Regions from separate parts of the Zea mays genome. Here region 1 is linked to region 2. A link is a contact called in public Hi-C data. All regions are on one chromosome and are shown on one strand. Each heading gives the region's core, a stretch centred on a gene start, on an enhancer-like site or on the middle of the called end of the contact. The rest is flanking DNA. Distances are from core to core; before and after follow the strand shown.

Region 1 (5,876 bases), core at 956-3,455, 250 kb before region 2:
ACTAGCAATCAGTACCCAATAGAGAACAAATATTGTTTCAGAGCAAAAAGAATAAGAGACAAGTATATCAGTCTCACCTTCCTGCTCTTTAGGTGATAGAAATCAATAAGATCGTCTGGTTGGGCATAAGTTATCTGTGCCTTGGCCTTCATCTCCTCAGTCTCCCTAAATTGCTTCTCAGCAAGCATGTTGACAAAGCTCTGGCGGCAAGACTGTAACCAGACCTTCCTAACATCATCACCAGTATTGCAAAGAAGCCTCACACAGAGAACAATCCGATCATATGAGTCATTGTCAATAGGGTGTGGGAGATAAGATGACTGTCCCAACTGCAAGATGGACACCATGATCAACAGGGCTTCAGTACTAACCTTGTTTACTTCAACCTTTGCTGGCTGAATCTCCTCCAGCCTTAACACAAGCTTGGTCAGGCTACAGGCAACAACAGCAGCCAAGAAGAAATCACCAGACAGAATGAGAGATCTGAGATTCTGGGTGGAAGCCAAGGACCCAAGAGCTGAAGCAGGAGCTGAAACAGCAATCTCAGTGGCAGCACTCTGTGTGGCATAAGTTCCATCTGCTAGAACAGCAGGCCTCCTCGAAGACACGGTGACAGAGCTCACCACTGGCTGAGATGGCTTAGATGAATCAGTTGTCTCACGTTCCTCAGAGACAGTGTAGAATGGAAGATCCCCAAGGCATTGCTTGATGGTAGAAATGGCACTCTCAACCTCAGGCAGAGAGAGGGAATACTCTCCAAGGATCCAGAGAGAACAAGAGCAGACATGAGATGCCCGGATCTGATAGAATATGTCGATCAGCCTCTGGATCATGGACACACGAAGCTTGGGATTAGTCTCTATAATCTCGCGCACAAATAGAACAACATCGAGTGCTGCAGCAACATTAGGATCCCCAAGGAAGTCCATGAGAAGGTGTACAACCAATGCAGCCACCTCTGGGTACTTCTTGGCACAGTTATGGATGGCCTGCACTAGCATCTGGCGGTATTCATCACCCTTCACCTCAGCAGCCTGTGTCTTAACCACCTCCTTCTTGAGGTAGAGCACCACCTCCTCAACATTTCTCAGGGTGAGTAGATCCAGGACTAAATCCAGAACCTTTCTCCTGACATCCACATTGGGGCTAGCGAGCGCGCGCAGCACATCCATGACCATATCCACCATCACCTCCCTGTGAGAGGAGCATAGCTCGTGCAGGCGGTCCAGGACGATGAGCTTCACATTGTTGTCGCTCTGCGAGGATAGCAGCTGGCAGTATGTATTGGCGGCGGCCCGCACAGCCGTGGGCGCAGAGGAGAGGGACACGAGCGCCCCCGCGCCCTCGTACACGACAGCCGCGCTGGACGCTGAGAGGAGGGAGATGATGACCCTGATATACCTGCCCTTGTCGGCACGGCCCTTGGAGCGGCAGACCTTGCGGATGAGGTCGACGGCGGCCATCTGCAGCAGATCGGGCCACTCCGCGACGCGGTCGGCGTTGTTGAAGAGGTAGCCCACGGCGCGGTCCTGCCCAGCAGCCAAGAGCATGAGGAACGCGTTCCTGCGCGCGGCGGGGTCCTGTTCGGAGGCAAGCGCGCGCTCGACGAGCTCCGGCGCGTCGGGGATGAGCTGGTCCCCCTGCTGGAGGCTGTAGATGGCCGAGATAGCGGAGAGCGCGTGGCGGCGCACGAAGTGGTGTCGGTGCTCGAGGTTGGCGAGGATGGAGGGGACGAGCGGCTCGAGCAGCTCGGGCTCGGTGAGCCGGCAGAGGAACCGCAGCGTGACGCCGCGGATGTACTCGTTAGGGCTCTGCAGGTTGTTGCGGAGATTTTGGCAGATGAGGATCATCTCCGGGAGGATCTTTCCCGTGGCAGCGTTGCGCTTGTCGACGGTCTCGAGGTAGAGGAGGAGCAGCTTCTGGACAGCGTGGTCGTCGCAGGACTGCACGTAGCGGACGACGGTGATGAAGAGGTGCGGTAGGGACTCGCCGTTGAGGAGGAGCAAGATGGCGCGGCGCATGGCGTCGGCCTTGGCGGGTCCGTCGCCGGACTCGAGCTCCGCCTTGATCTCGTTCGCCATGGACGGCGAGCCCTTATCGAAGTACACTAGCAATGTGCACGCCTTCTCCATGGCCGCCAGATCTGCGAGGCCCGTGGATCTGGCCTGGCCTCCTCGAGGGAGGGAAGGGGAGGGGGATCGGATCTGGGGGACGGAACACGTTATCAGCACCTGGCTCTACAAAGGAGAGCAAGAAAAGGAAGTAAAAAAAATAAAGGTACTAAACTTATATATTTTATGCATTATGTTCAAGAAGTTCTATTTTTATTCTCTATTCGAGCACAAACAAATACATCCCCTAGCAGATTCTATCGTCGGCACGAAACCAATGGGATGCACACATGATTGCTGCTGATTTAAAATCACCGATGTACACATCGATCAATCATGTGTGATAAACATATTTTATTTTAGTGTATGAAAGAACAGATAGAAGAAAAAAAACAAGCAACAGAAATAGTACTAGCATCGATGCCTTCGCCGCACACGTAAACGCACACATCCTCTGTGACCTCGCTGCTCCGGCAAGCGCGAACACAGGTGAGCACAACCACCGCTGCAACCACACAGGCGTGGGCGTGCAGGCTGCCGCCGCATGGGCCACGCGAGCACGGACGAGCCATCACATCGCCGTTGTTGCACAGTCGCCTGGTACCACCGCAGCGCCACTGATGCAAAGCCGCCAGTCGCTTCGACTAGACATCAGCCGAGCGCAAAGAAGAAAGTTAAAAAAAAGAAAGATAAAGGAGCATGGAGACGTTGGGTATAGGAAGAGTCCTAACACGCGTGCACCGCCCACTTTAAATGCATTAGACGAAAAAAATGTAAACGCATGCGCCTCCACATGCATGTTAGGGCCCAAGACTCAAGGCATGGTTGTATAAGCACCAACTCCTATAAAAAAAGAAGGGGAAGAGGTTGCATGCAAGATGGAACCACTGTTTTAAGCAGCAGCATGCGTCTAACTCGATTTTTTATGCATATAACTCCTGCCACACTGCACGCACGCGTCAAGCGTTTGTAGATAGTCAACTGAACTGTATTAATATTGCATACTAATACATTTCAGTTTTCCGTATTTTTTCCACGAAATTATAATTGAACTGTATTAATATTGCATACTAATACATTCCAGTTTTCTGTATTTTTCCTGAAATAATATAAAGTTAAACACCAGAAATTTATCTACTTGTGCAATTAAATCTATATATTGCACCATTTATTTGAATTATTATTATTATATTTATTTATTTATTTTTGCAATTATTCACTTCATTTTATGAAATGATTACAAGAAGTAATCTAATTATGAAATTTATCACATGTAGATGACTGGTATTGTGAGCCGTGAATTTGAGGTGTTGGCCCCGCATGGCCAAAACTACCTCACGTGGGCATCTGATGTGCAAATTGTGCTTGGGGTGATAGGAACGGGGGTGCCCGATCTTCCGTCAGGTGAAGATAACTATCGATTTGGTGGAGATGTCACACAGACGATCCGGCTTCCAATCAACACGACAAGAACCCCACAATCGCAGCACCACTTCTTCTCTGGTTATCAATCGTGCACTCCGTGATTGACCTCGCCACGAGGGCTAATTCCTGCCTGAGAGTCGAAGACACAAGCAAAAACAAGAAAGAACACAATCTAGAATATTGCGGATGAATGATTAAGCTCACAAGTTGGGGTCTCACAAACCGATCTACGGCGACTGTTCTTGACAGATCTAAACTTAAGCAAAACCCAACCCTAATGTGGCGGCGCCTGCTGAATAAATAGAGTATTAGGGCATGCGTGACCCCTGGACTCGCTCCTAATGGGCTCCAACGCGATACACGGCCCAACGGCCCAACAGACGGTGTCGCAGCACCAAAATAGAATCTGAACTCTGATTTGTTTCGACGATTCCCGTTGACTCCGAATGAATTTTAGGGTGGAACCAGTTGGGTTGGTTAGATAATCTCCTTATCTTTCCAACCATATCAAGTCCATCGCAATCGGAGTCCGGATGCATCTTGGGCGTCCATTTTAGTGCAGACTGGTCCTAGAACCCGAGATGGAGTCGCAGCTGAGTCGGACTTGATCTCCTTCTTGTTGTGGCGCCCTTGCTGCTCCTCCTCAACACGTAGGCCTTTCCCAAGTCCTTGCTCGTCCTCTCCAAGGTTCCTAATCATCAAAACATCCATGGTCCCAAGCGTAAGTTCTGAAACACAATTGACTAGGGTAGAACGTACCTAGAGATTTAGCTATCGTGCACGCGATCGTGTTATCGGTCCATTCATTCTATGTATAGAAGTGATGTCCTCATCATCATCCTCCTCTTGAATTGGAGTCGTCCTCAACTCGATCTCATCTTCGTCACCCATATATGGCTTCAAATCTAAAATGTTAAAGGTGGGACTAACCCGAAAAACTGGAGGCAACTCAGGTGGTAATTGAGGGGGTATCTCAGAGGGAAACACATCCATGTCCTCATCATCCTCCCCCTCTTGAAGTGGAGTCGTCCTCGACTCAAGCTCATCTTCTTTTCCCAAATATGACTTTAAATCTGAAATATTAAATGGTCCAGCAGCACGGTTGGGCAAGCTCGCTCCAGGAATCAAATCAATCTGGTGCTCAATCCCACGAATGGGAGGAAGTCCTGGAGGTAACTTAGAGGGAAAACATCTCGGAACTGCTGCAAAAGGTTAGTCACAGATGCAGGCAAAGTGCTAGCAATATCATCAATAGAAAAGAAAGCATCTTTGCAAACCAAGGCATAGCAACAAGCATCAGTAGCATGAGTTTCAAGAAGATCAGATTTAGTAGCAAGCATGACAGGAGCTTTCAATTTAATTTGTTGCTGAATTTCTGTCTCATTAGTTGGTTCCTTATGGGTACTTGCAGCTCTATCTTTATCAGCTTGTACAATTTCAGTAAGAGTCAAAGGTAGCAAAGTAATGTTTTTATCTTTATGCCTAAAAGTGTATGTATTACTCCTACCATGGTGACATGCATCAGTATCATATTCCCAAGGTCTACCCAACAAAAGAGAACAAGCTTCCATAAGTACTACATCGCAATCCGCATAATCAGAATACATACCAATGGAGAAATGCACTCGTACCATGTGTGTTACCTTAACCTTGCCTGAATCATTGATCCACTGAATGTGGTATGGATGTGGCCATGGACGTGTGGTCAAGCCAAGCTTCTTGACCAAATCTGAACTCACCAAATTATTGCAGCTTCCACCATCAATAATAACACGTGCACGCCGATTCTCGATGGAGAAGAAAGTCTGGAACAAATTATGGTGTTGCTGCTTCTCTGATGATTCAGGCTGAGAACTAAGAACACGCTGCACCATGATGCTTCGAAGGTTCGCCGTAGCATCAGCACCAAGCATGACATCATCATTAGCAGTGAGAGCACCTAGAGGGGGGTGAATAGGTGATCCTGTAAAAATCAAATACTTGTAGCCACAAGACTTGGTTAAGTGTTAGCACAATGGAATCAAGTGGCTAAGGACCGAGCTCTTGTGAAACACAATAGTCACAAAGAAAATAAGCACAAGAGACACGGTGATTTATCTTGTGGTTCGGCCAAGTATAGCACTTGCCTACTCCACGTTGTGGCGTCCCAATGGACGAGGGTTGCACTCAACCCCTCTCAAGTGATCCAATGATCAACTTGAATACCACGATATTTTTCTTTCTTATACTCTCTCCCGTTTGCGAGGAATCTCCACAACTTGGAGCCTCAAGCCCTTACAATTGATGATCACAAAGAAGCACGGAAGTAAGTGTGGGAAGAGCAATACACACAAGACTCAA
Region 2 (6,018 bases), core at 1,361-3,860:
TAGAGTTGAAACCTAACAAACCAAAAGTCAAAATTTAGTCACATTGCAACGAGAGACGATACCTGGCCAAGATCCTCCATTGTGGTAACTCCACCGGGTGTTTTTGGGGTCACATCCAGTAATAATTCTCCACTCATGATTCTCGAGAGCAGGATAGCATATCTTCAGAGGCATCTCACCAACTAGCTCATCCCACTTTTCCTCGATCAGATCCATTATAGCAACTGACTGTTCTGGGGTGGCTAGAGATGATACAATGGCAATGCAATTGCCAAGGGCAAACCACCGGAAATCCATCATAGCAGGGCTGACGTTGCCAAGAAAGTAGCCTCCTCGACATGGCATGAAATCAAACACCCAATCAGGAATGGAATCTGGAATTACATTGAACTTGTTCACAGCAGTGTGGGAATACTCTTCTGTTTTGTATCTGTATATGTTATTCAGCTGGTGAAAATCTAGCCAGAAGTAATTCCTCATGTGGTAGGTTAGTGCATGTAGTCGTTGCCCTATCTTCTCTATGAAATCCTTCCCTTCGCCCTCTGGCTTGAGCATTTGGAGAGCACATCTTAATGCCATATAGAATAGGGCTTGAATCTCAATGGGATAACCATATATACCCTGAAAATTGAAGAAATTACGATCATGCAATGGTGGGAAGCTTCATTTAGAATTAATAAAAAAGGAAACTTCATTTAAAATCAATATGTAATTCAAAAGTAGAACAAGCAACAAGAGAACTTGTAGGGGCATACTACAGATTGTCACTTTCTACCAGTATTATCTGTTTGTACTTCTGCAAAAACTGTGTTTCTTGCCTCCAAGGTACCGAAAGGCTATACAAGATTGCCATTAAAATTTGGTTGCAAGTAGTATGAGAATTTGTGCAGCTGTAAGACTACCATAAAAACTTAAAAAGTAGAGTAGAAAATTAGGAGACAGGGATGCTCCTTCATTATGGAAGAACATGCAGAACCTGCCAATCCTATTGCCACCTCAGCTGATATGTACTACTTCTACAGATATGCATCTAAATATGAATTAGATCAAAGGTGAAGTGATGCTACCATTCGACGATCAATCATTGAGCAGCCATCTGTGCAGAGCAGAGTTGGAAAAGTATCAAATCCTTCAGATAAGCAGAGATTCAGTATCAACCTCATGCACTTCTGGCATTCAGGTGATTCTGACAAACTAACATCTCCGGTGTACTTTGTATATGCCCGAAGGAGAATGATCCACCAAAATCCAGAGTCAACCGGTGCCACCCTACCGATTGCACTCTCACCAAAATCAGCGACTAAGGTTTCAGTGTTTCTGTTTTTATTACGGTCCACCTTGAAACTTGCTGGCATCGCTCCTGCTCCAAGCTTGAATCGGTCTACCATTTTCTCAGAGCTCTGAAGGTGAAGAGTTTTCAAGAGAAAATTCTTCACTATGTCAGTCTCATTGTTCATTAGAAAAGCCAATGCGCTCGGAACGAAATCCCTCACAAAAACCTGAAATAATTAATAATAAGGGAGCAATCAATCTTAGCACGCCATCAGACTTAATTCTTTAAGAAGTAACCAGAAATAGAAAAACAGGAAAAATCCAGTTACAGACCATACTGCTAATGTTCCACGGTTACATATTACCGGAACACATTTTTTATCACGTAATCTTAGAAAATACAGAACAGAAATTGAAATCTTGTTGCAAGTGCTAGTAAAAACAATGGAAGTATAGTATTCATTGATTATGATACATGTATCAAATTATAGCCTGAAACGAGTATATACACTGAGCAATGGAAATAACTAGGTAAGCACTAATATTCCAGCGTTCATAAACAGAACAAACAAAAAGGTTCCTCTGTTTCCACAAATTTGATGTTCAGTGAAGCCCGATTCGCATTCAATAATTTACCTGATCATAGTTGAGCACTTCCTCCGACGCATGATCGACGGCAGCAATGGTGCCGACGGGCTGTTCCCGGAAGTAGACGACCGATTTCCTGAGCGCCTCCCAGGCCTCGTTGACGAGCGGGTGCGGGCCGCCGAAGTGCGTGCCGACGGAGAAGGGCGAGTCGAAGCCGCCGGACGGGAATGCCGGCGACTGAAGCACGCTGTCGAAGCCGTCGTTCTGGCGGTGGGAGAGCTCGCTCCACGACTGCTCGTCGAAGGAGCGCTTCCGCTCCAGCGTGAACCTGGGCTTGTCGATGACGAGGCGCGACAGGTCGAGGTTGATCTCCGCCTCGGAGGCGAGCGAGACGTGCGACGACACCCGCTTCATGCCTGCCGCCTCCGCCGCCACCTGGCGCGCGCCGGTCCTACGGAGGAGGGATTTCTGGAGTTCAGGGACGGTTCGTGGTAGTGGCCAACGAACAATACAGCAGATTCATGCCGTTCCGCCTCCGAAACCGAAATAGAATGAAAATGAAGAGCAGCAGGTCTGTCCGTCTGTCCGTCCGTCGTCCTTACCGACGAGAGAAGAGGCGGGTTGATGTTGATGCTCACTGCGCGCGCACTGGCGTCCGGAGGCGCGTGAGGACGTGGAGGAGGGCGCCCGCCGGAGACCGGAGGGAGGATGGGTGGATCTGGATCGGGGTGCGCTCGGCGCGCAGGGTGGTGGTGCGGTGGACAGCCTACGAAAATTTTGGGCAAGAAATTGTGACCTTCGGGCCAGGGCCTTAAAAAGACCCATCCGAAACTACGGAACGATGAAGCAATACCTCTTGCTTAAAATAAGATGCGTTAATCTTTTTTTTCATCTATCTCATTCATAATTCTAAAGGTTAACAAATTTGACTGACGGAAAATCTCTCTTTCCATGAGCGAGAACATTCACAGAGCATGTTTCTTCACCGGCAGGAACATTCACAGATCGGACTAACAGATATGCAGCAGAGTACTCCAGTCAATGCATGTGCTGTTGTTGATCGAGTGGATATTATCGAATCTGCTTTAAAATTAAAGATGCGATCTGAAAGTCCTTCATATATTTTGTAGTTTCCTAAAATACAACTGCAAATTCATTGACAACCAAAAGGAGAGTGGTAGGTAGTAGTACTACAGCATCAATTTTAGTTTTTGGAATCCTTTTTGGGAGGAAATTTCCTGGGTCAAAATCTGAATCCGAGTCGCCGGCCACTGCTTCGGGAGGAGGGGGAGTAGGTGGCACGCGCAGGGTGTGGCTGCTCCGGCCGACGAGTCTGACCAGGATCCGACGTGGCACGTAAAGGCCATTGGCAGCTACGAGGCGTCCTCGCTCATTCAGGGAGTCGGTGGGTGCTGGGCCTGCTGTCTGCTATCAATTTGGCCAATACTTTAACATGTTTTCTTCGTCCAGAGAGGACAACTGGTTTGATTACGCTATCCATGAATTTTGCTCTAAAGCGAAAGGACTGGGTGAAATATTTATTTTTAGAATCCGGAGTCACCGTAGCCATGGTACTTTTAATTAATCAAGATCTGCCACTAACTTACGGAGAATTTAATCTGGATCTAAACAATACAATTACTAAGAATAGGGGTAAAAAATATACCACTCCTAAATCATCTTTCTTCAATTAATATCATGATACTTGTTAATTCTTCTCTTTCTGAGTTCTAACCAAGTTTTAAATCTAAATTTTACGTAGTTTAACTACTTTATCTCTCACTAGAGGTGTAAATAGAGATCTGATACCCAATAACTTATAGGGAATTACTCTATTAAAGCTAGTTTGACAATTCTATTTTTCCAATAGATTTCTATTTATCCTAAGAGAAAATGAACTAAATTTACTTGGGAAAAATAAAAATAACGTGGGAAAATAGAGTTCCTAAACTAGCCCTTAGGGTTAGGTTATGGAATGATTTTGATCCCCATGGGTTTGGATTTGAGAGAAATTCCTTCTCCGTTGGGTATGTGAGTATGGGTACGGGCAGAAACCTGAATCCGATTACCCATGGGTAATATTCACACACAACTAACAAATTTTAGCCTTGTGAAATATCTGGTTTCCTACAATCAAAAGAGCACCAGCTTTTTCGACGCACGGGATGGAATTGTTAAGCTATTTCCAGAATTTAACCTACTGCAATTGTTTTTTTTTTGAAGGATCAGGAGGGGGGAACCCCTACTGCGCATTTTATTAGAAAGCGAAAAGTAAAGGTTAGAACCTGGTACTTTTACAATCAATAAAAAGAAGAGAAAAAGGAAAAGAAAGAACTATTCCTATGTTTGCCACAAACTTAGCCAATTCGGGATTGAGGTGTCAAATTCCCCCCGTGCTCTGTGAATGATCAGTCGCAATTCTCTACTAAATTCCTGAGTGCAGCGGAGCACCGAGGGATCCTTGTTTGAGAATAGCCACTCGTTTCGACTTTTCCAGATGCTCCAAGTCATAAGGATAATGATCTCCATAGAGAAGGGAACGTTGAGCTGGTGCTTGAGGTTCACTGATGCCTCTTCAGGATTAGAAATTCTGGGCGGGGTAATGCCAATTGAGTTCCAGCAGGCTTTCGCGAAGTTGCATCTGAGGAAAAGATGGTAAAGGGTCTCCTCTCTTTGCCAAAGGCAGTTTTCGCAGGAGTAGGAATCTAGCTCCATGTTTCTCCTTCTCAACATATTTCTGGTGTTTAGCCTGTTTTTGAGCCACAGCTAGTAGAAGACTCTATGCTTAGGCTGACATTTACTTTTCCAAACTAGTTTGTAGATAGGATGAATCTGCATCTGGCCCATGGAAGATCTGTAAGCTTTTTGGGACGAGAATTTGTCCGACCCCCAAATGTACTTCCATCGGTCGTGAGCATCATTAAGAACGATTTGTTCCCAGGACCCCTTGAGCACCAGAAATTGATCAAACGCTTGATCAGAGACAGGTAAATGAAAAAGACCATGAAACTGCTCTTGATCCTTGGCCTCTTTGATAGTCATTTTTGAGTTTTTGGCAAAGGAAAAAAGCTCTGGAAAAATATGCCTCGGGATGCCCTGACTCCACTGATCATCCCAGAACGAAATTGATCTGCCATTGCCAATAACTGGGATAGCCAGACCTTTGAAGTTTGGCAGGAGCTTTACAATGCTCTTCCACCAGAAAGATCCAACGCTTCTATTGCCGGGGAGACCTCGAGAAAGATAGTAATTGTTCCAGATCAGATGCACCCAAGGTAAGTCGCTGTGGTTGAAAAATTTATGCAAGAATTTAATTAGAAGAGCCTCGTTCTGTGATTCTAAGCGAAGGACTCCCAGCCCACCATTCACTTTCCTCTGAGTGACCGAATTCCAAGCAATCAAAGGTGGCTTCTTGGAGTTGATGTCATTTCCTCTCCACAGACAGTGCTTTCTGAAAATATCAATTTCCTTAATGATGGTTTTAGGAATCTTGAGCGTGCACATGAAGAACATTGGTAGGGCTGAGAAGACTGAATTTACCAATTCCAAGCGCCCAGCCTGTGACAAAAAGTTTGAAGAACAAGACAGCCTCCTCTGAATCCTTTGAATAAGAGGTAGACAGTGTTCCTTTCTAGGTCTCACCAGGCCCAAAGGCAAGCCAAGATAGGTGAATGGCATCTCGCCAATCTGACAATTGAAGGTTCGGGACAGGATCACCATTTTATCCGGAGACACGTTAATAGGGAACATATTTGACTTGTTGTAGTTAACCTTCAGGCCAGTAGAAGAGGCAAAAGAGTTGAGGATTGCCTTGAGGAAAAAAAGTTGCTTAGGGCATGCTTCCAAAATCAAAAGAGTGTCGTCTGCATATTGAATAATCGGGAAATCCTGTTCACCAATATCCGGCAAAGGTAGCTTGAGAAGATTCCGCATCCTGGCTTTATTGATGATGCTCTGAAGAAGGTCAGCTGCCAGGACAAACAATAGGGGTGAAAGAGGGTCGCCCTGCCTAACCCCTCTCCTGCAATGAAAAGGCTTACCAGGAACTCCATTAAGTAACACCGAGGAAGTGCCAGAGTGAAGGATGCTCCGAATCCAGTTGATCCACTTAGGGCTGAAACCTTTGTGGATCAGGACCTGGATAATCAACTCATGCTC

What was found. Hi-C and Micro-C count contacts between places; a contact is called where the count stands out from the background.
Region 1: a Hi-C map of leaf shows a contact between it and region 2, with 2.9 times the contacts expected there. The contact joins the promoter of LOC100384159 here to the promoter of LOC100272522 in region 2. A contact is called at or near these places in 4 of 25 Hi-C or Micro-C datasets (bundle sheath, ear, endosperm and 1 more).

What each region holds. Positions count from the first base shown.
Region 1 is chr2:139,932,586-139,938,461 of Zm-B73-REFERENCE-NAM-5.0, reverse strand. It overlaps LOC100384159 (Coatomer subunit beta-1), which reads right to left and starts at 2,205. Exons shown (of 4, transcript NM_001348131.1): 1 at 78-2,205. The coding sequence starts at 2,132.
Region 2 is chr2:139,686,991-139,693,008 of Zm-B73-REFERENCE-NAM-5.0, reverse strand. It overlaps LOC100272522, which reads right to left and starts at 2,610. Exons shown (of 5, transcript NM_001353446.1): 1 at 2,463-2,610; 2 at 1,909-2,311; 3 at 1,068-1,499; 4 at 63-621. The coding sequence starts at 2,274.